3 separate regions of the Zea mays genome follow, and regions 1 and 2 are each linked to region 3. Evidence: chromatin contacts called from public Hi-C data. All regions are on one chromosome and are shown on one strand. The core of a region is the stretch at or near the end of the contact, and the rest is flanking DNA. Distances in the headings are between cores, read along the strand shown. Region 1 holds the start of LOC100272372 (UDP-N-acetylglucosamine (UAA) transporter family). Region 2 holds the start of LOC100282961. Region 3 holds the start of LOC100216841 (Ribosomal protein L19).

Region 1 (2,750 bases), core at 198-2,697, 280 kb after region 3:
AAATATTAGCTATTTTTAGTAAATAAGCTATTTGTTATCTAACTAATTTCATTAACAATTTTTATCCAACTAACTATTAGCTCTGACGCATACAAACACCCCCACTAACATCTAGGTTTATGGGCGAGGAGGAAAATCGAATTTTGACATAATATTCAAGGAGTCGTCAAGGAAAAAAGAGCTAGTTATAGGTACATGACCTTTTTTGTCATTGTTAAACTATCTCGTTGTTGTATTCCCTATTTCACTCTGTATTTTAAACTCTACTCTGTTAACAATGTAATCTACGGTGTAAAATAGTACTTTATACGTTATGTCCTGTCGAAGAAAACCTTAAGGCCCGTTTGTTTCATTAGAATTCTATTCTATTTTAATAATTATAATTTAGACAAAACTAATTAAGTTCATATATTTATATATGTAATATATTTGTGTATTATTCTAAATCATATAAGAGAGATAATTATATACTATATTTATGTTATAGAAAAGCAAGTAGAAGAGTGTGCTATAAGTTGTATATCGGAAAAATAGTATGTAAATCTATAAAATGAATTTTCATTTCTCACCCCATGAATTTGAAATAGGCTTATATGGTAATTTTGGAAAGTGGTAGAATGTTATATCCTAAAAAATAGTCTACTTCATTAGTAAGATTTCAATTCCTCAAAATAAAATGAAACAAACGGGACCTTTCTGTAGTTTGTAGTTTGTAGTTTCTCATACAACACCGATATGATATTTTATATAGCACTGATATGGCAACTTGGGAACGCCAACCCGAAGTCCGAGGCAGGAAAGTCAAGCCAGTGAGTTAAAGACATCCACCGGCTGAATAGAAATTGATTGATATGCAGTTCTGCATCCTCCACTAGGCCAGTCTCCATGGAAAGCTTGGGCGCGAAAAAGAGCGGCGCATCGCTTCGTGCTCACTCACTCCTCACGCTGCTCGCGCGTGCTTTGCCTCCATGCCGCCCGCTAACCAAGTAACCATATACAATTAACCAATATTATTACTAGCGAAGTCAGTTTATTAACCCGCTTGATAAGGACATTCTCAGTAATATGTTTTAGTGTAGAGGTGTTTAGAAACAAAGTATTTTTAGAGTTTTAAGGTAAAACCATGGTATTGGAGATACTATAGTTTTAAAATAATTTGCTTCTAAACATGTCTGTACTGTTTTCAATATTGTCATGTCAGATTTAAACTAAGTAACCGTGTATGCAGAGTTTCATCTCCCATAAAACTCCATTATTTTTTATAAAACCCTCTCTATATCTTTTCTCTTAATTGCACTGATATGTCACTAATCTTGATAATGTGTCACTACATTTAATGAGTAACTACATTTAATAATGAGTACAACGTTGAGAATGACGTCAACCAGCGGCTCCGGAATCCGGATCTCCCCACACGGCCACACGGACACGGCCACACGCTTCGGCAGGCACGGCCGGTCCATGTAGCGCGCGCCCGGACACGGAGCAGGGGTCACGCGCAACGGCAGCCCGGCTTGTCGGGAGCGCGAGGGGCGACATGGGGGCGGAGGCCGGCGAGCCCAGCTCCATCCTCAGGTGAGCATGAATTCCCGCTATTCCTTTCTTTGTTCTTCTTGCTGCGCATCTCCGCCGCACTGCCCCGCTTTGCTTTACCCTCCTCCCCGCATGATGATTGGGGTGGGGACTGGAGGGGGAGGAGGGGGATGCTGGCAACTGCGCGGCGGCGCCCTGCCGGTTTTCACGCGATGCTTTGGGGGGATTTGAATACTTGCACGATATTTGGATGGTGGAATCGTGCGGGGAAGGCGTTTCCATGTATAATTTCTTGCCCCCTTCTGCTGTCATTTGGTTCGTCAGATTAGCAAACAAGTGAATGGGGATTTGGTTCGTTGTGCCCCGCCCTCAGGCAAGCCCATATTCATGGGCGTTTGGCAGACTAATCCTCTGCAGTTCTGCTTCTTTTGCAGATTGTTGTGCTCGTAGCGTAGAGGCATTGGGTTTTAGACGTCCTTTATTTCTGAAAGAAAGAAACTGGTTGGTTCGTTAACAATTTCGTCGCGTCTCGGAATATAATTAGTAGCGTATAAAGTCCTCCTCCTTCAATGGTACTGTATGTATGCAGTCAACTATCTGAGTATCTGACTCTCTGGCCGCTTGATGTGGTGGCATACTTAAACTACACACTCGTCTAAAAATAAACACTCTTCTGCGCTTCATCATAGTTAAATCGAACCTACCAGATCTCACTTGGTTTAGGAGATAGTATCAAGTTCAACTTTTGCAAGAATGGCTAGGGTCATGTTCTTTGTTACTAAGGTCATAAACATCTTTAGAAATATTGTAATGCTTAATTTCTGGAGAAAAGAAAACCGGTTTTGCGTAGAGCTACTGGGTCAGACCAGATTCAGATTTCAATGTATTTGAAGTTCTGGCCATTTCCCTGTGCAGCTTAGCTTCCGCCTTTTCCTATGGAGTCGCATCTATGGCAATGGTTTTCGTGAACAAAGCGGTTCTTATGCAGTATGTTCACTCCATGACCCTCCTCACTTTACAGGTATTGCTGAGCATCACGGCCGGGAAAGTATTGCATGCTTCTATGTTTGACTAAATCTGATTGTTTTGTTCAATTTCTCCGTTACTTTCTGCAGCAAATAGCAACAGCACTTCTGATACATTTTGGTCAAGTTCTAGGAATGTCTAAACGAAAAGACTTTAGCTGGATAACCGCGAAGAAACTTCTTCCAGTGTCA
Region 2 (2,700 bases), core at 106-2,605, 310 kb after region 3:
TCTACTCCTGCAACAGCCAATAGCTGTGACCAGATGGTAGGCGTGTACCCAAGCCCAAACCCAAACTCATATTCCATATACCAAATAGAGCTCTGAATGTAATTTAGTACCAACTCAGATATTCTTCACAAATAACACCGACAACATATGGAATGTCATATAAACATCTGATACAACATACCAATAGAGGTTTATAACATGTTGACAGCAATACATTGATCACATACCATCTAGGTCACGGATTGCATCCTCTGCGTCCCTCTTATCATCAAAATCAATAAACGCAAAGCCAGGTGGTTTCCGAGCAACCCAGACACTGCTTCCACAAAAACATGAAAAAAAGTGTACCAAAATCATCAGCATCAAGCAGCATATATCAATGCAAGATGTAATTCTATGCATTCAACGATTATATAATGGTACAGAACTTTGTACAGGGTCCAGAACAGCATATCCTTTGGTGTTCAAAATACTGGCCATATCATTCATTTTGAATCCAGATAGTGTAAACCCCCACAGACCACAGTAATGTAAGCCAAGGTCTATCACCAGTGAATTTGACAAATCGTACCATGCTCAATCAAAGAAATAATTGTCACAACCAAAGTACAACAGGTTATGTTTGGGAATGATGCGTATTATTAAGGCGACATCTCCCAAGTATGGTAGGGCAATTATATACAGTACCAGTATATTTTATCGTAAAACAGGAGACGATTTGCAGTACAACTCGTGACTGTCATGCTAACGAAATAGTCAATCGTCCTTGCAACCCAGGACAGACAGATACTAACCTGACACCAAATCATAAACCTACAACACTTCAGCTTAGGATCGCTATATCTAACAAAATTCTGTCCTTATGGTTATCATCCGAACGGGATCATACAAGTAGACACGCGTGGATTTCTAAGACGAGACACACGAATCTAAGGATCTGAGGCGAGAGCACTACTGACCTGCGAAGAACCCCGAACGTGCGGAACTCGTCCTCCAGCTCCCGAGCGGTCACCCGGGGATCCAGGTTGCCGATGTACAATCGAGCCATTACAACAGATCACCTGCAAATCGTTCGCCACAAACGGTTATCGACAGCAGTTAGGTTTCGGCAAAGCCAGGCAGACAGCCACCGAGAACATTCGAATCAGCGACGAGCCACGCCAAGCAAAGCAACGAATCGCTCAAAATCCAGTCGAAAACAAACAGATCTTAAAACTCGAGACCAAAACCAGACGCGGAATTCGGCCGAGGGAGGGGTGGGGAGGACGGCCCACGAATCAACCAGATCTAGGGTTTCGAGGCAGGGGAAAAAAGTACATGGGGTCCAGAAGGCGAGAAGGAAATCCGTGGCTTGCCTTCTCCGATCTGCTTCCTCCCGGCCTCCCGGGGCAGCCTGGCTGACGCTTGCGGACGGAGATGTAGGTGAGCGAGGGCGAGATGAGATCACGCGACGCGAGGATGGATTGATATATTCTCGCGTTGCCGGGTTGGGATTGGACGGGAGTACGGGCCAGTTTAGGAATCAGAACTTTTGGTTGGACCCGGAAGCCGTGTGATGTTTTTGGTGGGCTGGGCTTCTTATGGGCTTGCCAGCTTGGGCTGCTGACTGCTGTTCAAGTTGAACTCTACAGCACGCAGATAAAGTTGTTTTGATCATCTTTTTTTGAAAAAAAATAATACACTGTAGAATTTCCAAACAGACCACATATTACGAAGTCCTAGCATCGCACAAATGAAGTTCACTCAAAAATCAATTCTAGCATTTGTTGACATATAAACGAAGCAAACAATTGCACTGCCGAACTTACGACGTGTTTGGTTTACGGAATCCTGCGTCCGAGCCTCGATTAGTTGTTTGGTTTGACGAAGTGAACTAATCTGTCCGCCATACGATTGCACCCTGCGCTAGTATATTCGCGACATCTACTCATTCCTCTAGAAATAGTCGAACGAACACATGCCGAATACACTAATACCAGACAGGGTCACTCCTCAAACCAAATAGCCTATTAGAAGTGTTACGTATTGCGTCCTCCCGCCTTTACAGCTCTGCACCTAATGTTGAAAGCTAAATATGTCCAGTGAATTATATCTTGTAAAAAATGAGTTTGCATTCATAAAAAATCATGTAAATTCTTGTAAGGGCTAGTTTAGAAACACCATTTTTCTAAGGGATTTCTATTTTCCTAAGAAAAAATAAACTAATTTTCTTAGAAAAATGAAAATCTCTTGGAAAGATAGTGTTACTAAACTAGCCCTAAGCTATGTTGTACAGCTTCCATCATTTTCACCTCTAAGGTCATGAGACGTTGGTCGCATTCCTTTCACCTAATTCAGTCTTGAGTTTCATATGACCTTTTATGGTTAACTACTAAAATGATGCTAAGGTGCTGTTTGGTTTACATATTTATAACGTGATTGATAACCGATAATATTAAATCATATTTGTTTAGTACTAACCGTAATCGGATACCACATTAGAAACTAATACTAGTCTATTCAACTTTGTTATCACTGATAATCATTATCGTTGTTTGAACCAAACATTCCGGTGTACCAAACACGCGGACGTCAGGCGATGCTGGGAGAAGGATCAGCATCGGAAACCATTCATCTTTCGCACATGCGATGCGATGCGCTTTGCCCTTTGTTGTACTGCCTGCTTCTCGCTGGCCACCATCCAAAGGGAGCGTCAGAGAC
Region 3 (2,846 bases), core at 225-2,724:
CTGATATACAATACATTAGGGCGAATCATATATAGTCTCTGTGGACGGAAGAGCATGTGGCGAGCCATTCCGTCCCACCCGGACAAACATGATGGACTGCCGAGCTGTCCCGGTTCGCATCAGCCGTGTGTGGTCACCGTCAAATGCGACAACGAACTCCCCCTTCTTGACATTTTGAAGCTGGACCAGCTAGCGCCGAACACAGCCTACATGTCGCTCAGAATCGATTACTATACATGCATACATACATGATCGCCCCGTTGCTCCTCTCCATACGTACGCTTGGACCATACCCAGGGGTTGTACTCATCTCTTGCGTGGAGGTAAAGACCATTCATATGTATGACCTAATAATCTAGAAATCAGCAGTACTACTATATTAATTTAATTAATCAGCCCAGTTCCTCCGTGCATACTAAAAGTCTTGTTTATTCTGAGTCAGGCAGTCAGGCCCATGAGGAGCCGGAGCTGAGGCAACTCATGCTTGCACGATGATTTACCGGTCTTATTGTCGCCATGCATGATTCATGCCATGCCACACACACATAGCATGCACACTCCTGCACGGACACGTCATTCGAGCTAGGCGATGCATCTGGATCTAGACTGGAGAGGGAACCCGTCCAAACCCCACCCATCTATCGCTTACAGTTCGCCGTCGTCGTAGCTATCCTTATCACCAGCACGCATAAAAAAAATCTAGGCGAGAAATAAATTTAAGCGGACACACCAACGACATAAACAAAAAAAATGCAAAATATGGGGTTTGAACCCACGACCACATGGTTAGAAGCCTTGTGCTCTACCAAGTGGGCTAGATGGGCTTTGTGCTCATGTTTGCAACAAATATTTTAATAACACAACCGAGCTCGGCGCCAAGATCTGTGGCGCCGAGCTCGGTTCCACGTCGACGCCACGCGTCTGGGTTGTGCCAACGCAACACGACCTCGGCGCCATAGCCTATGGCGCCGAGCTGTGTTAGCTCGGCGCCATAGGCTATGGCGCCGAGCAAAGGGTCCAAAACTGCATTTAAAATTTTTTTAGGTCTAAACGTGATTTTACTTCTGTTTAAGGGCTAAAATACAAAAAATTCGGGCCACCCGCGCGGTGCTGACAAGTGGTAGTTTGGCAATCCTATTTCCACACGATTTTTATTTTCTAAAAAAAAACTAATTATTTTCCTTTAGAAAAATAAGAATCACTTAAAAAATAAAATTGCCAAAATAGCCCTACATTATTTTTTCGGTAAGTACCTACGCTATTAGGCGTGAAAAAACGGAAATAAAAGAGAAGGCCACAAAGGGCCTTGAGTGGCCCCTTTTTTGTCAGGCCATCTAGTAGGCCTTGGTACAATAAGCCGGACTCCTCCACACAGGCCTAGCCCAATGAGAGGGTTCCATGGAAACCCTAATCCTCGCGGTATATAACCTTCCGCGCGGCCGCCACTCTTCCCTGACTTGTGCGCCATCACACACAAGACACAACCCCACTCACCCGGCAGGGAGGCCCTCTTCGTCGGCGGAGGCCATGGTTTCCCTCAAGCCGCAGAAGAGGCTCGCCGCGGGAGTCCTAAAATGTGGCAAGGGGAAGGTGTGGCTTGACCCCAACGAGGTCTACGAGATCTCGATGGCTAACTCGCGTAAGACCACCACCGCTTGCTCTCCGCCTCCTCCCCCCGCCCATTTCGTGTTTGCTGGGCGTCGAATCCGTTCGTCGATGAGCAACGGCGTCCGAGTGGTCCGACCACGGACGCCCTTTTCACCCCTTGATCGTTCAGTTCGGTTGACGTCGTAGGAGTATGTCTGTGTTTCTGCGCGTATCTATTGGTTTTGTTACCTTCTTGTTTATTTTTGCATTCTGTTGCTGCAGGTGTCCATAATAGCTCACTCACTGCTTGCCACCTCATATAGCTGTGTTGCTTATCTTAGCGCACATGATTTTAAACTGTTAATTGTATCTATGTTATTTTTGCTATTATACTTTATTTCCTTCTAATGTGCAGTCTAGGTTATCTGTATATCTAGTTTTGTGACAATGTTTGCTATGTGATGCAATTGTGCATAGAGTTTATTGTGTCTTTTGATTATTTCGTGCACTGCTGATGATTCGCAAAGAATTGTTTATTTAGCAATACATATTCTGTTCATGGCGTACTTGCAAACTGTACCTTCTGTCCTACTTGGTTTATTACTTTGTTTTTGCTATGACTGCTATTACTTTCATGGTCTGCTGATGATTTAGAAGTATGATTTTATCTTAGTCTGAGGTGTTGTGCTCAGGCTTTTATTTTTCATGCATTTGTTTTTCTGTTTGGTTTAGCACTGATATCGCCATGCATGTCTCTGCAGTTTTATGTGATTAGATGGAGGTGAGATAGTTATTATATTACTCAGTGTTGTCGCGGGTACTTGTTTTCTCTATTCTTTGTGCTCGTTCAATTTTGATCAGTGTTATGTTTGAACTTTTGTTGGAGCATTGAAATCTTGTTTCACTGCTTTGAAACGCAAGGAACATAAGTATGACATTTCTATACAACTTACTTTACAGGTCAGAACATTCGTAAGCTGGTGAAGGATGGATTCATAATTAAGAAGCCACAGAAAATCCACTCAAGGTCCCGGGCAAGGAGGGCCCATGAGGCCAAGCAGAAGGGGAGGCACTCTGGTTACGGTATACTGCTGCAGCACTCATTTACTCTGTTCGTTGCCATGTGAATTTATATCTGAGTTATCTGTTTTTTTAGCCCTGCATTATGTATGCTAATATGATCTCCCTGCAGGTAAGCGCAGGGGTACCAGGGAGGCTAGGCTCCCCACCAAGATCCTTTGGATGCGCAGGATGCGTGT

Evidence for each region. Hi-C and Micro-C count contacts between places; a contact is called where the count stands out from the background.
Region 1: a Hi-C map of tassel shows a contact between it and region 3, with 2.6 times the contacts expected there. The contact joins the promoter of LOC100272372 here to the promoter of LOC100216841 in region 3. A contact is called at or near these places in 3 of 25 Hi-C or Micro-C datasets (ear, leaf and tassel).
Region 2: a Hi-C map of ear shows a contact between it and region 3, with 3 times the contacts expected there. The contact joins the promoter of LOC100282961 here to the promoter of LOC100216841 in region 3. A contact is called at or near these places in 3 of 25 Hi-C or Micro-C datasets (ear, endosperm and tassel).

The regions. Positions count from the first base shown.
Region 1 is chr9:13,647,241-13,649,990 of Zm-B73-REFERENCE-NAM-5.0, forward strand. It overlaps LOC100272372 (UDP-N-acetylglucosamine (UAA) transporter family), which reads left to right and starts at 1,448. Exons shown (of 6, transcript NM_001146853.1): 1 at 1,448-1,575; 2 at 2,449-2,554; 3 at 2,649-2,750. The coding sequence starts at 1,538.
Region 2 is chr9:13,684,757-13,687,456 of Zm-B73-REFERENCE-NAM-5.0, forward strand. LOC100282961 reads right to left here and starts at 1,356. Exons shown (of 6, transcript NR_159534.1): 1 at 960-1,356; 2 at 228-316.
Region 3 is chr9:13,371,710-13,374,555 of Zm-B73-REFERENCE-NAM-5.0, forward strand. It overlaps LOC100216841 (Ribosomal protein L19), which reads left to right and starts at 1,475. Exons shown (of 5, transcript NM_001143234.1): 1 at 1,475-1,639; 2 at 2,548-2,670; 3 at 2,780-2,846. The coding sequence starts at 1,528.